Linked DNA regions of Mus musculus: region 1 is linked to region 2. The links are chromatin contacts, called in public HiChIP or PLAC-seq maps. All regions are on one chromosome and are shown on one strand. The core of a region is the stretch at or near the end of the contact, and the rest is flanking DNA. Distances in the headings are between cores, read along the strand shown.

What was found. HiChIP or PLAC-seq counts read pairs in DNA pulled down with a chosen protein or histone mark.
Region 1: an H3K27ac HiChIP or PLAC-seq map of embryonic stem cells shows a contact between it and region 2, with 2.4 times the contacts expected there. The contact joins two enhancer-like sites. A contact is called at or near these places in 19 of 484 Hi-C or Micro-C datasets (the HL-1 cell line, embryonic stem cells, extraembryonic ectoderm and 1 more), 21 of 115 datasets of contacts at active chromatin or transcription factors (acute myeloid leukemia, differentiating embryonic stem cells, embryonic stem cells and 5 more) and 1 of 9 other capture datasets (embryonic stem cells).

Annotation. Positions count from the first base shown.
Region 1 is chr12:54,315,670-54,322,653 of GRCm38.p6, reverse strand. No RefSeq gene overlaps it. Among named protein-coding and RNA genes, the nearest start is that of Gm35895, 32 kb to the left of the region's middle. Within about 2 kb of position 5,548, at least 95 of the 459 cell types and tissues checked have an H3K27ac peak or open chromatin away from gene starts, as enhancers often do. A contact at or near this core is called in differentiating embryonic stem cells, embryonic stem cells and extraembryonic ectoderm, where this site is marked.
Region 2 is chr12:54,160,813-54,168,059 of GRCm38.p6, reverse strand. No RefSeq gene overlaps it. Among named protein-coding and RNA genes, the nearest start is that of Gm40424, 13 kb to the left of the region's middle. Within about 2 kb of position 3,204, at least 119 of the 459 cell types and tissues checked have an H3K27ac peak or open chromatin away from gene starts, as enhancers often do. A contact at or near this core is called in differentiating embryonic stem cells, embryonic stem cells and extraembryonic ectoderm, where this site is marked.

The sequences.
Region 1 (6,984 bases), core at 4,299-6,798, 150 kb before region 2:
CACGTTTGCTTATGTTCTCCATACTGCCCCTTTGATCTAAAAATTCTATATATCAAATTAAGGATTACTCAAATATCTGTACAAAGTTGGATGCCCAGATTCCTTTATTGTGGTGTCATTAGTTTTGGGAGAGACTAGCAGTAATAAGCAATGCTAAGTACTTTGTAATATAGCCCAATGATGGCTTAGGGCCCCCTGATCTTATGCTTAAGAGAAATTTTTGCCTAATGAGAAATCATAAAATATAATGTATTTTAGGCAGAATATTTGTCCTAAGCTATGGAAATGTAGAGCTTCATCAATCTTTCCATGTTAAGACATGCTCTTCTCTGAGGATGAGTTTACTGATAGAGTTCTCCCTTCTTGCATTAAGCCACCCACCTCCTCAGTCGTGCCTCTCCCTCTCACCTTGTGTATTAGTCAGGGTTCTCTAGAGTCACAGAACTTATGGATAGTCTCTAGATAGTAAAGGAATTTATTGATGACTTACAGTCGGCAGCCCAATTCCCAACAATGATTCAGTCGCAGCTGTGAATGGAAGTCCAAGGATCTAGCAGTTACTCAGTCTCACGCAGCAAGCAGGCGAAGGAGCAGGAGCAAGAGCTAGACTCCCTTCTTCCAATGTCCTTATATTGTCTCCAGCAGAAGGTGTAGCCCAGATTAAAGGTGTGTTCCACCACACCCTTAATCCCAGATGAAAGGCGTAGCCCAGATTAAAGGTGTGTTCCTTGAACTCGGAGATTCAATCTTCTAGAATCCATAGCCACTATGGCTCAAGATCTCCATACCAAGATCCAGATAAGGATCTCCAAGCCTCCAGATAAGGGTCACTGGTGAGCCTTCCAATTCTGGATTGTAGTTCATTCCAAATATAGTCAAGTTGACAACCAGGAATAACCACTACACCTTGCATACATGGTCTCTGTTGCTTCTGTTCACTAGCATCTATCTCACCATGAGAGGAAACCCACTTGTTTTCTCTCATTCCCTTCTGTCTCTTTCTTTGCACAGCTAGAATTGTCTCATACTATAAATGTCACTTCAGAGATCGCTTACTACATGTGAGGTGAACCAGGAAGTGAGTTTCCCTCAGAACACGCTGGTGACATGATCTTAAGCTTCCCAGCCTTCTGAATGGCAGGAGAGTTCTGTTGTTTATAAGTCACCTGGACCATTATGGCAGCCTGAATGAACTACGACTGACGCTGGACAGTTAAACTATTCCTGGTCAGCTTTAGCATTGTTCTGACTCAGGGGTGTGTGAGTTAGTGCTCTGTCACTACAGCAGCAGTGCGGGTGGAGGAAGCCTTGAGTGAGTGAATATAAAGGAGATGAAGCACAAGGGAAGGACCCCCAAAGCCTCAGACCCAAGGGCGCATGGCAAAGCAAAAGGAGTGAGGCTCAAAGGAGTGGCAATGCCTCTCTCTGGTCTGAGAGCAAATGTTAGCAGAGCACAGAAAGGCTCTCAAGCAGAGCTTCCTCTCTGCGTGTTTATAGTTGAGCCTGGGCTCTAGAGAACTCCTACTGATGCTGCCTAACTCTTCACCCCATGCTTAATAATAATAATATTAATAATAATATTAAACTTTCCTGAGGTTCCTGGTTGTTGCATGGTAGATACATAGACTCCCTCAGAGCAAGCCTGGGTCCCAGCTTCTCATCTTCTCTCTCTCTCTCTCTCTCTCTCTCTCTCTCTCTCTCTCTCTCTAGGCCATGCTAGATACACATACAGCAAAATACTTGGGATGATGAGTGAATAATGTATAAGAAAGGTGTGGCTGGGTATGGTGGTGTATCACCCAGCTACTCCAGAGACTGAGATGAGAGGATCACTCGAGTCCATAAGGTGGTGGTGGTGATGATGATTATAAAATAAATGTGTGTGCATGCTAGTGCACTTCCCAAAGAGGCCAGAAGAGGGCATTAGATCTCCTGACTCTGGAATTACAGGTGGTTGTGAGCCATCTGATGTGGGCCCTGAGAACCAATCTGTTGCAAAAGCTATAACGACTTGTAACTACTGAGCCATCTCTCCTGAGCTCACAAATTTAAAGCAAGCCTAGGCAACGCGGTGAGACCGTATTTCAAATATAGAAAAACTAATTTAAAAAAAAATGTTTAAAAGAAAATGTTTAAAAGAAAGGAAAGTTTCCTTTGACTCCATAGCCCGGGATCTATTTCTCTGTTGTTTGGGTCTATAGTTAAGCAGCGTGGTGTGGTGGGTACCCAGGATGGAGAGAGAGCCATGATGTAAGCAACAGGAAGAGGAAAAAGTCATGCTGATTGACTCCCTTGAGGACACACCCCCTTGACCTAAGGCCCTCCTACTAAAGGCCTTCCTTTTCTAAAGGTTACCAGTCTCCAATGGCACAAGTCTGAGGACTCACACCCTTAATACATGGCCCAATGGGGGACATTTGGGACAGAAACTATAGCATGGAGCTCAAGCCACCAAGCAGAGCTGTACCCCTTAGAGCCAATCTGGCCATTTAGGACCCACTTATCATTGTATCCTGAGGGCTACCTTAGGTAAGGTGGCTCTTGTCAGCAGGAACCATTTACTAGAGAAACGGAACACGGAACAGGTAGGAGACCTTGATACCAATACTCATAGCAGCTAGGGAAATCTTCAGTATAACGGATATCAGAGCTTTGCATGTGTGGTTGTTTTGGATTACTATGTAGCCCAAGATGGCCTTGAACCTATGATCCATTGCCTCCATCTCCTTGCATCTGTCTATGTAAAAGGCATAGTACACCCACCATGCTACAGAGGGTAGAAAAGTTACCGTCTAAATGGCTTACCCGAGATAGAGTTTTCCTTCCAAGTTATTGGTTATTACATGATCTAAATTCTGTCTCCCCCCCCCCCCAAAATACAGGGTAATGGTATTGAGGACTCCTTTGAAGGTTGTGAGGGTTCTGTCCTTGTAAGTCTTATAAAAGAGGCTTAGGGGAGCTTCCGTGCGCTCTGTACTGCCAGGGCGCATAGAGAAGGTGCCACCTCTTGTCACACTAGTGAGTAAATGATGGAGTTCTCAGCGAGGACAGTTAGGGCTGTTAAGCAGGGGGTTCTGGTGTTTATGAAGTACTGAGTGGAAGGTATTTTATCAAAGCATTTCTGCATGAAGTAAGGCGGGCTCAATTTCACCAGCTAAGAAATTCATGGTAATATAACAACGGAGAATGGGCGAGCATGCGGTAAGTTTCCACACACCTGCCCTTGGTTACATTTATTTACATTCTCTTTATATACACTCTCTTTACCCCTTTCAGAGTTCTTGCTGTGGTCTGTTTGGTTATTATATTCTGATAACTAAAATGTTAGCGCTGTACGAGCAGGAGTCTTGCTGCTTATGTTCGCTGCTGCAATCTTTGAGTGTGACGGAATGTGACTATGACCCCAATAAATACCGTCTGCATTTTAGACGAGACTCTAAACGTAAAGAGCCATTCAAAGAAGAAGGAGAAGTAAGAATTAAAGGGAATTCTACACCAGCGGGTTGTGCTCCTGGACCACCACCAGCAGCAGAAACAGGGAACTAGTTACAGATGCAAATCCTCAGGTCTTGTGTTTCAGGCCTTATGCATCAGAAAGCCTTGAGAAGGGGGTCAGCAGGTCTCAGACAGCCTGGTCATGTAGCTTTGATTCACAGTAGAGTTATCATTACCACTGTAGACAAGATGGGGCTTATGCTGAGCCTGAAGGGGGAAAGAAAACTTGGGGGGTTGGAGAGATGGTTCAGTGGTCACAAATGCATACTACTCTTGCAGAGGACTTGTGTTCAATCCCTACCATTCATGCCAGGCTGCTCATGCCTGTAACCCTAGCTGCAGGGGTTCCGATGCCTGTGGCCAACTTAGGCACCTGAATTACATGTATATGCACACATGCATGCAAAATTAATAAATCTTTTAAAAAATCCAAACAAGTCAGGCAGTAGTGGTAAACACCTTTAATTCCAGCACTTGGGAGGCAGAGGCAGGTAGATCACTGTGAGTTCAAGGCCAGTCTAATCTACAGAGCAACTTCCTGAGTAACCAAGGCTACACAGCAAAATCCTGTCTTGAAAACCAAAACCAACAACAACAGCAAAAATCCAAATACCCCAGGGTCACATTTTTTTGTGATAGGGCAATGTTAAAATGTAGGGCTGGGGGAAAGTTCAATGGTAGAGGACTTGCTTAGGATATGGGAAGCCCCGGGTTCATCCCTGCACTAAACACAAGATTAATGTGACGATTGCTCTGTGCACTGTGGCTTTATTTTTATATCGCTAGTACACAGGGGAAAAAATAAAATAGATTTTGTCCCTCTCTGTTATTGAAAATGTGGCTAGTTCTTTCAATTCTAGTGCTTAGGAAACTGGAGTGGGTGGAGTTACCAGGATTTTCATTGTTTAGAGGGGAATAGGGCATCCTACAAACATGGCCGTGCCTAATGGCCCTACCCTCATTTACACTGACAATCATGTAGATTCTAAGAGTAAACTTAAATTTAAGGTAGTTTTATATACATAAAAATAGCCCACATGGTATGGAAATTTCCCTATACCCTGCATGCAGTTTCTATTACTAAATCTTAGTTTTCATACTAATTAGCTATAAGCTACCATTGATGCATAATTATTAAAATCTCAACTATAATCAGGTGTCCTTGGTGTTTACCAAGTTTTCTTCTTCTTCTTCTTCTTCTTCTTCTTCTTCTTCTTCTTCTTCTTCTTCTTCTTCTTCTTCTTCTTCTTCTTCTTCTTCTTCTTTCTGAGGATCCTCTGTTTCCATTCACAGGTTCTGAGTGGACACACATTTTAGAGCAGATACCATTCAATTCCGTATTAGGTGAGGGCATTTCTTTTCTTTCTTTCTTTCTTTCTTTCTTTCTTTCTTTCTTTCTTTCTTTCTTTCTTTCTTTCTTCCTTTCTTCCTTCCTTCCTTTCTTTCTTTCTTTCTTTCTTTCTTTCTTTCTTTCTTTCTTTCTTTCTTTCTTTCAATGTGTCTGTTTATCTACTTTTATTTTTGCAACTCCCTTCCAACCGATAAAGTTTATTCTAGTTTGATAAGATAAAATACAACAAATCACACTTAGTGAAGAGTCAGTACTGTAGAAGTTACCGGTGCCAATCGTAGTACCTTGGGCTAGGAATCTTCCTACAAGCACTGCCAAATCACGTTGAAAATTCAGGAAGGAGTGTGGGCTGCTATGCCTGGGAAGTGCCCAGGTCAGAGTAGAGGGCGCCGCGCTCTGACTGCTTCTGGGATGAGCTACTAGCTTCCTGTATGTGGGGTTTCCCCTGGGCTACTTTAGACGCTGCAGCAGTGTGCCCTGTCCTGAACAAACGTGCTGGGAGCAGGGCAGCTTGGAAACTGGGCTGAGATACCTGCAGCTCCATCCCCACCCCAACCCCACCCACCGCTGGATAAACGCTCCCTGGGAGTCAAGACTGTTTTCTCAGGCTGTGAGGAACTGGGGGCCCATAGGGTAGTGATTTCTTTCACGACAGCCACACCCCAGGCTGGCCTTGATTAGTCACAGCACGTGCTTAACTCCGCCTCACTCTGTTCCCCTGATGTTCAGCACGTCCCACCATCCAGCGGTGCGGTGCGTGCTTACCCCTCCCTGGAGCTGGTTGGGTGGAACAAGATCCCCTGTAGCACGTTCCAATGGAGCAGCCGGGAGGCAGGTTTAAAGCTTGGGTTTTCAACACAACTGAGTAAAAAGTCCCTTCTGATAGGTGGAGGTAAGAGAGGGATTGTCTCAGGGGGTGGAAGGTGTCTAAAGCGAAGGAAGAGGGAGGAACAAGAGAGGCCAGTGAGAGAAAACAAAACATTGCTTTGTCTTGTTTCATATTCTGAGTATAGATGTAAACACACACACACACACACATGCACACGCACACGCACGTGATGTGAGAGCAGAAAGGAGACTATTTGTAGGGAGGAAGGGAACCATCTGGGGTAGGGGGCAGTTAGGGAGTCAAATATGAGCAAAGTGCAAAAATAAACATGTATGAAAATGTGAAGCCCATTATTTTGTGCATACAAACTTAAGAAAAAAACAACCGATAACTGGATCTTTAAGGGGGTAGTGGTGGTGATTTAAAAAAAAAAAAAAACAACTGTTTCTAGACCTGAAACTCTTAAAGAATGTCACAATCAAGTACAGTCTCTCAGATGACTGGTGACCGGCTTTCTTCGTTTCCACACAGCCGTTTAAAACCCTTTAGCAGGGTAAAAGGCAACCCAAGGGTAAGAAAAAATCTCTCCCAAATCGGCTCCATCCTGGACCCAAGGCCACGCCTTCCTGATCTACGTGCAGTCGCTGTTTGCTGGACTTCCTGTGTCCACTTCTGGGGACTTTGCTTCATCATCCCATCCCGTCCTGTCCCTTGACACGACTTTGGTTCCCATTTCATGGAAGGGACTAGAAACTCATTAACTAACGCCCCACGTCTTAGTTATTGGCACCCTAAGTCTAAGTCTGCGTGACCCCAGCCCTGGGGCTCGGCTCACTCCCTTGACTCTCAGAGGAAACAGCGCTGGAAGAAGTCTCTCTGCAGACAGGCCGAGAGCCATGGTCATCCTAGCTGTGAGCTGCTGTACTTTTTATTTCCCGTATCACCATTTTGTCAGTGTGCCACATTCAATAGCTCACCTGATTTTTTCACTACTATGTGTGCTTTACCCAAGACGTGTGCTCCAGGTCCACATCTTTATGCATTTGCCATACCACTTACCCTTGGATGTGCAATTATTTTTAACTAGAATATGCAGAAAAGTCCAAATGAAAAAAAAAAATAGTGATCACCCATATTCCTGTAGTCCACAGTTAGCCAATGTTGGCATACTTGCTTCTAGGGTTGATCTGGGCCTTAAAACAGAACAAGCTACCTACTATTCTTGCACATTCCATGAAGTGATGGTTGGAGCACAGAAGAAAGCCAAGTTGCCTGAACATCGTAACAGAGGCACTCCTTCTTTCTCTAT
Region 2 (7,247 bases), core at 1,955-4,454:
AAAATAGATGGCTCAATGGACAGGGCCTGAGATGATGGCTCCGTGCTTAACAGCCCTTGCTGCTCTCGCAGAGAACTCAGGCTCAATTCCCAGTACCCACCAACCGTTTGCATTTGTCCATAACTTTAGTCTGTAGGATCTGGCGCCCTCTTCTGGCTTCCTCGGGCACCAAGAATGCACACAATGAAGATACATACATGAAGCAAAATGCCCATGCACATAAAATAAAAATAAATCTTAAGGAAAACAAAGAAAAACCTCATTGGACAGACTAGGTACTAAACCAAAGACAACAGTACCTAGAATCCGAGAACTTAAGGATATCAGGGTATATTCAGTGTGAAAACCAGAGGTAAAGAAACTGACAACAGACAGACCATTCAGAGCCTTAGTGATCTGGGAGAGACACTCACCTGAACACCTAGGCATCTACGATTCATATCATCAGCATTAATGAGGACAGAGTACAGGGCCCAAAAGTGCTCAGATAGTATCTATCAAGCTCCCAAACTTGGCCAGAGACATAAAAACAAAACAAAACAAAACAAAACAAAACAAAACAAAACAAAAACAAAACCAACAACAATAACAGAAAAAAGCCTCAAGATCTCAAAGGTAATCATAACTAAAGGTTATACCAAAGCAAATTAACGGTAAAACACACAGTAACTTAAATCCCCCCCAAACAAACAAACAAACGAACAAAAACAAAAAAGAGAAAAATCTTTAACAGTCTGAGATGAACGCAGTACCTGTTCAGGAAGATGGAGTGAGTGACAGAAGATCTGAAGCCATCAAGACCAGAAGTTAATGGCACATGGTGATGAATGATGATGAAGGAGGAGGATGGGGGTGAGGAAGAGGAGGAGGTTGAGGAGGAAGAGACCTGTCAACCATGAGCCTTGTATCTGAGAAAGCAATACTGCAGCAATGGAAGGGCTGTGCAGTGAGATGGCTTAGTGAGTTCAGGGGCTTGCTGCCAAGCCAGATGATCTGAATCTCTTGTGTCATTTAAAAATCGTAAACAGACATGTAAGGATGCTCACCCCCAGGAAAGACAAAGGCCCTTACAGGTCAGGATGGCCACACAAAGGTACCAGGTTACAGGACAGATGGAAGAATGGCAGCCTAGCTGCAAGACCCTCACCTAAAATTGGCTCTAGGGCTGTGAAGGGCTGGTTTATCTTCTCTGGAACAGAAGGGAAGGATTTTGAAAAGATAGGTGACAGCCACTACCTGAGGTCCTGTACCCTGGTGGCTAGGGTGCTATTGTAACTCAAAAGCCACTCAGCAGTGTTCCCAGGAGGCCCAGCTGAACTGGGCTTTTTTGTACAGGGCAATGCAGGGAACCTTGTAGGCCCAATGTGGGTACCCGGCCTGACTTCGCTGTTGTGTCCTGGACTAAGCCACCAATGTAACCCTGAGTTTCTTGAAGAAGCTGGAGCCTGGGATTGCCCCCCACTTCCCCGGGGATGGGGGTTACCCCTACTGAAGATGCTGTTGGAAATTTGCTCAGAACTTGATCTCAGAAGGTGACAGCCATCAGCTGGTACCCAGAGTCTTCTGTTCTACTTCAGCCTCTGTGGCCGAAGTCCAGCATGAACTGCACTATTGGAAGGTCCTGCCCGAGCATCCATTGGCGCTTCTCAGCACAGTTCCCAGGAAGCTTCCTGAGATCTGAGGAGAAGGCCATCCCATCCCTGGGAGGACCCAAACATTTGTGGGTTCTATGAAATAGTCCTGGTAGGAATCAGGTCTGGAGTTCACTTCAGTCTCAAGACTCCGCTGGACCAGAGAGACATCCTATGGCTCAAATGGAAAGTAGGCTCGTGCTCTGGACCTGGGCCTATCATCCTTACTTACAGCATCCATGAAGTACCTACAGCCTGCCCAGTGCAGTTGCAAGTAGTATCTGTCTCACCTAACTCTCACAGCTGCCCGGGATGGAGGGCTTAACACGTAACTGCTCATTACTGTCTAATCTCTCTATGTTGTAGCTTTCATTTTCGAATTATTTTGACCCCGCAAGGGATATGACTCTTTAACCTTTGCGTATTCTTTCCAGACAAAGGTCTCCTAAACGAATAAACCACACAACAAATCACTTTTCACGCACACTAATTTCTCATGGCTGATCCGAGGCCTGCAAGATCACACTGGAAAATGCGATTCTCAGTGTCTGCTCTCCTGTCCCTTGCTCTCACAGTCCACTTAGGGGAGGACTTGGTCCCGCCGAAGAAACATTATTTGGCAAATAATCTGATCAATTTCACTTATATTCCTGGCAATGAAATGTTAAGAGCCTACCTCACTGTTACATCATCTGAATAGGGCAGAGTCCGCAGAAGGAGATTGAATTTTGGAGCAAAGATCCAATTTCATGGAAATAAAACGCCTCACTTAAGTACATTTTAAAACTCTTTAGCAGAGTAGTTAATGCCAATTAGATTGTGGGCTGTCTGAATCATGAATTATCAATTCAGACATGATTTTGGTTTTCTTCTATAAGTAACGCCGGTATTTCTTTCTTTCTTTTCTTTTCTTTTCTTTTTTTTTTTTTTTTTAAGAAACTAGGTCATCTGAATTCAGCCATTTGGTCTTGAAAATTTTCTGTGTGCTCAGAAAGCAGTGGTGGGAACGGCCATGCCTGGTCAGCGCTTTGTGTGAGACAGGAGTTGGCATGCCCAGTATATATAGGTTTGATCAAGGGCAAGGATTGTTCTCAGCAAAGCTATTTCGAATAATAATAAAAAAAATACAAAATTAGCTTGGCTTCTGCCCTAAATTCTTTGTGTGGTGTGGAAAGAACACTGGCCAGAGGGTTGGTTAGAGACTTATCAGACAGAGTGGAAACCAACAGCTAACCCAAGCTGAAGCCACACTTGAGGTCCACACTTGAACCCTGTGGAATAATAATACGTGCTGGTTTACACTGCCAGGCCAGTTAGTAACCTTGCCCTGTCCAAACATGATTTCTAATGTGGTGCTTCTCGCTGCATCCCTGCTGGGCCCTTTAAAAGTCACCCTTTCTTTACCACGGGTCACTGCTTCTACATTTGCAAGGCCAGAGACAGATTCAAAGAGTCACATCCGGAACCCTACAACAATGGGCGGGTTGGAGTCCTCAGAGGATACCTGTGTGCCTGGGGCCTGCGCTACGTGCACACACTGTTGTTCTTTGTAACCACAGTGAGGCAGCTCTTCCTCTTTCCAGGATGAGGAAACTACTCAGAACAGTTAGGTGGCTCTGCCAAGGTTACGGTGATGGAGTAGCATAACAGGACTGGACTCCAGACCTCCAGGTCCTTGTGGTCTCTGTTCCTTCCTGCAGAGTGGATGGCAAATAAAGATCACGAATAGAGTCGGGAGAGGCAAGCTTAAGCTGCTGCATATTTAAATTTTCTCTCCCCCTGTTGGGTTATTCACAAGTGTTCCAGGGCCAGCCTCCTAAAGGAGTGCTCCTTACTCAGTAACAGCTATGCGTGCAGAAGCCGCAGCTTTGTCCTTGAATGCTTTCTTGCTGCTTAAATAGGATTTTCTTTGCCTGCCTCATAAGACTGAGGAGGGACTTTGGGTTTCTATGCAACATTGGCCTCGAGGGCGTGAGATGTTTGGAGGTATATTCCCCGCCTTAAGGTAGAGTTGAACAGCACCGGTTGTTTGGAGCAGACAACACTGGAATGCAGTTTGGAGCCTTTAGCCAGTGTGCCTGATACCTCCCTGTGTTCCTGGGTCACATACACTTTCTAGGGATGAAAGGGAACACTCACTGCCTTTTCTTCTTGACACACTTAGATTCCTACCCCGTGACACACAGCCTTCAGCCTACTTAACAGTGTGAACAACTGTGTTGAAATAAGACTAAAAAAAAACTTTGATCTTTGGTGATTTCCCCACTTAAGACAAGTAACCTTTCTCCTGGAAGCCTTTCTCCTAACTCCTGGGAGTTAACTCTTACATTTCTGAGTGCCTTTATTTTCCCTTTCTTATTATTTTGGGGGACAGGGTATGCTTTTCCAAGTCAGGGTTTCTCTGTATAGCCTTGGCTGTCCTGGAGCTCACTCTGTAGACCAGGCTGGCCTCACAAAGATCCACTCGATTCTTCCGAGTGCTGGAATTAAAGGTGTATGCCACTCCAATTGACTCTTGGGAACATTTATAGAGGTCATTTTGTGATTCTTTTTAAAAAGACATCTCTGGTTTTAGGGAATACTGTTGTAGCTTATTGATAATGTTTTACCAACTTGAGAAAGATTGCTCTAGGAGTGGATAAATACTCAGCTGATTAAAACACTACACAATTCGGGATGTCTCATGTTTGTGAGTGATGTGTGTGTGTGTGTGTGTGTGTGTGTATGTGTGTACATGTGTGTGTGTGTGTGTGTGAGTGATGTGTGTGTATGTGTGTATATGTGTGTGTGTGTATATGTGTGTGTGTGTGTGTATGTGTGTATGTGTGTGTATGTGTGTATGTGAGTGATGTGTGTGTATGTGTGTGTGTAGATGTCAAAAGGTAACTTGGGATTAAGGTGTAGAAGAGCCTTTTGTCTATTGAGGACTTCTGAGGAAGAGGACTGAAGAGAGGAGGGGACTGGACATACTGTGTTGGTCTCTCACTGGTCTGGAGTAGCTGCCGGCAGCTCTAGGAAGCTTCTCTTGTTCCTCTTGACCTGACCCAAGCTGGGGGTGGCCCAGAAAGCAGTGGGAACTTGGGAAAGGATCTAAGGATTCACCAACTATCGATTTGGGAAATTTCATTGGGTGTGTGCCATAAAATGCTGGAAGGCGGACTTTCCCAAGAAACCTTTTCTGTAGACTTTTTTTTTTTTTTTTAAATAAATGGCTTGAAAAGGTAATATCCAATCAAACGGGAATGCCTCAATTCTGAAAAGGTGGGGAGGAAGGACAAACTGCTCCCCCGCCCCGTACTTGGCAGTGTCTTGCTTTGGGGAGTGCCCTGCCTCAGCAAATTCTCCGATTCTGGGCTCCGGAGCTGCGGAGCTGCGCTGTCTCTGCCAGCTCTCGTACAGCACGCACGCCCCGTGCATTGGCTTGGTCATTTCCTCCTATTTTTCTGCTTATTCATCCTGTGGCCTGTGTTCCCCTTGACAGACTTTCCCCCCACCCTCCTGTGGGGAGAGATAACATTCTCGGGAGGGACTTTAATCCATCTGATAAGTTCTATTTTTAGCCAAGCCTTTCCTCCTGGCTTCTAACTTTCAGAGGCTCACACACTTCCGAGCCTCCTTTGGCGTTCGTTCTTGCCGTCTTGCGTACTCTTGTGCCTGGGGTTTCCTAACAGACTGTAGTTGAGTGGGGAGCGGGGAAGGTGAATTGACTTCCAGGGCAGGGACACTTTCTCCTGGGTGTGGGGCGCTGTTTTTAGCAGGGCCATTCACTCTTACCTACCTCCTGCTTCCCCTCCAGGCTGTCCACGAATTTCCTTTTGTCAGTAAATTTATGTTATCTTGATAAAGGACACCCATTAAAAAAAAACAAGACAGCTGTGACTTTCGATGATTAGCACAAGGGTCTGGCAGCTAAGATGCCTGCCTGTAGCTACTAAGACTTCTACAGAATGACAACTTAATCTGCAGCCTTTGCATTAAGATTTAATCAAAGCAGCCAGTGTCCGTCCCTCCCCCGCCCCCCCCCCCCCCGTTCCCCATGTCCCCGTCCCCCCCCCCCCATATGAGGGGAGAAGTTTTGGGTTTGCTGTCACATGATCTCTGCCTGTTGCTTTCCCAGATAAGGATATGGGAATAAACTTACCTCAGTACTTTATATAAATGTGTTCTTTTTCTCCTTTTAATCCTTTGGCCCAGAATGGCCCCCCCTCAAATATATATATAAAACAGAAACTCTTCTGACAAGACTACAGAGCTTGAAAAGGAGAATGGGGTATCCCCCTGCCCCAGGAGTGCTCCTGGGAACATTGCTGCCAGGCAATTTAAACTTCAGGACCTCGACTTCATTTACTCTCAGTGGACCAGTTGTCTCTCGAGGCTCACTTAGCTCTGTCACCATCATGACTATTGTTGTGTTTTATAAGATGATGTAGTATAGTGCGGCTGGAGGGAGCACCTCAGTGGTCCCTGCCAAGGAGTCTTGGGATCAAGTCACATGACAGGCCTAGAACAAAAGAAGTTTATTGGGGGAAGGGAGCCAGGGAACGGAGCAGCAGGGTGCCTGGGATGGGGTTAGAGGCAGAGGAAGGCAGGTGGGACAGAAAGGGAAAGGAGAGGGGAAGAGAAGGAGAGGCCAGCCTGGAACATGTAGGGGAGGGGGGTGGAGACACAGAGAGGTAAGATAGAGGGATGGAGGAGAGAGAGAGAGAGAGAGAGAGAGAAGCCAAGTAGTCCTTATACTGCTGGCTCCTGGCTGAACCCAGGGTGGAGATGTAGATTGTTGCTAGGTAACTGTTGGGCAGAGCCTAGAGGAATTGCGGACACCTAGGACCACTATAATACTGCAAGTGGCATTGGTAAATGGGTTAGCTTTATAGGGTGGAACACACTTATCAAATGACTTACTACCAGTAAAATTTGTATAGCTTATGGTGTGGTGGCTTACAGGTTCAGAGGTTCAGTTCATTATCATCAAGGTGGGAACATGGTAGCATCCAGGCAGGCATGATGCAGGAGGAGCTGAGAGTTCTACATCTTCATCTAAAGGCTGCTAATACAAGATTTCTCTCTCTCTCTTTCTTTCTTTCTTTCTTTCTTTCTTTCTTTCTTTCTTTCTTTCTTTTCTCTTTCTTTCTTTCTTTCTTTCTTTCTATTAGATATTTTCTTTATTTACATTTCAAATGTTATCCCCTTTCCTGGTTTCCCCTCAAAAAAAAAAAAAAAAAAAACCCTATCCTATCCCCCTCCCACCTCCCCCACCCCTGCTTCCCCTGCTCACCAACCCACCCATTCCCACTTCCCTGTCCTGGCATTCCCCTTCAATGGGACATCGAGCCTTCTCAGGACCAAGGGCTTTTCCTCCCATTGATGTCCAACAAGGCCATCCTCTGCTACATATGCAGCTGGAGCCATGAGTCCCACCATGTGTGCTCTTTGGTTGGTGGTTTAGTCCCTGGGAGCTCTGGGGGTACTGATTGGTTCATATTGTTGTTCCTCCTATGGGGCTGCAAACCCCTTCAGCTCCTTTGGTCCTTTCTCTAGCTCCTCCATTGGGGGCCCTGTGCTCAGTCCAATGGTTGGCTGAGAGCATCCACCTCTGTATTTGTCAGGCACTGGCAG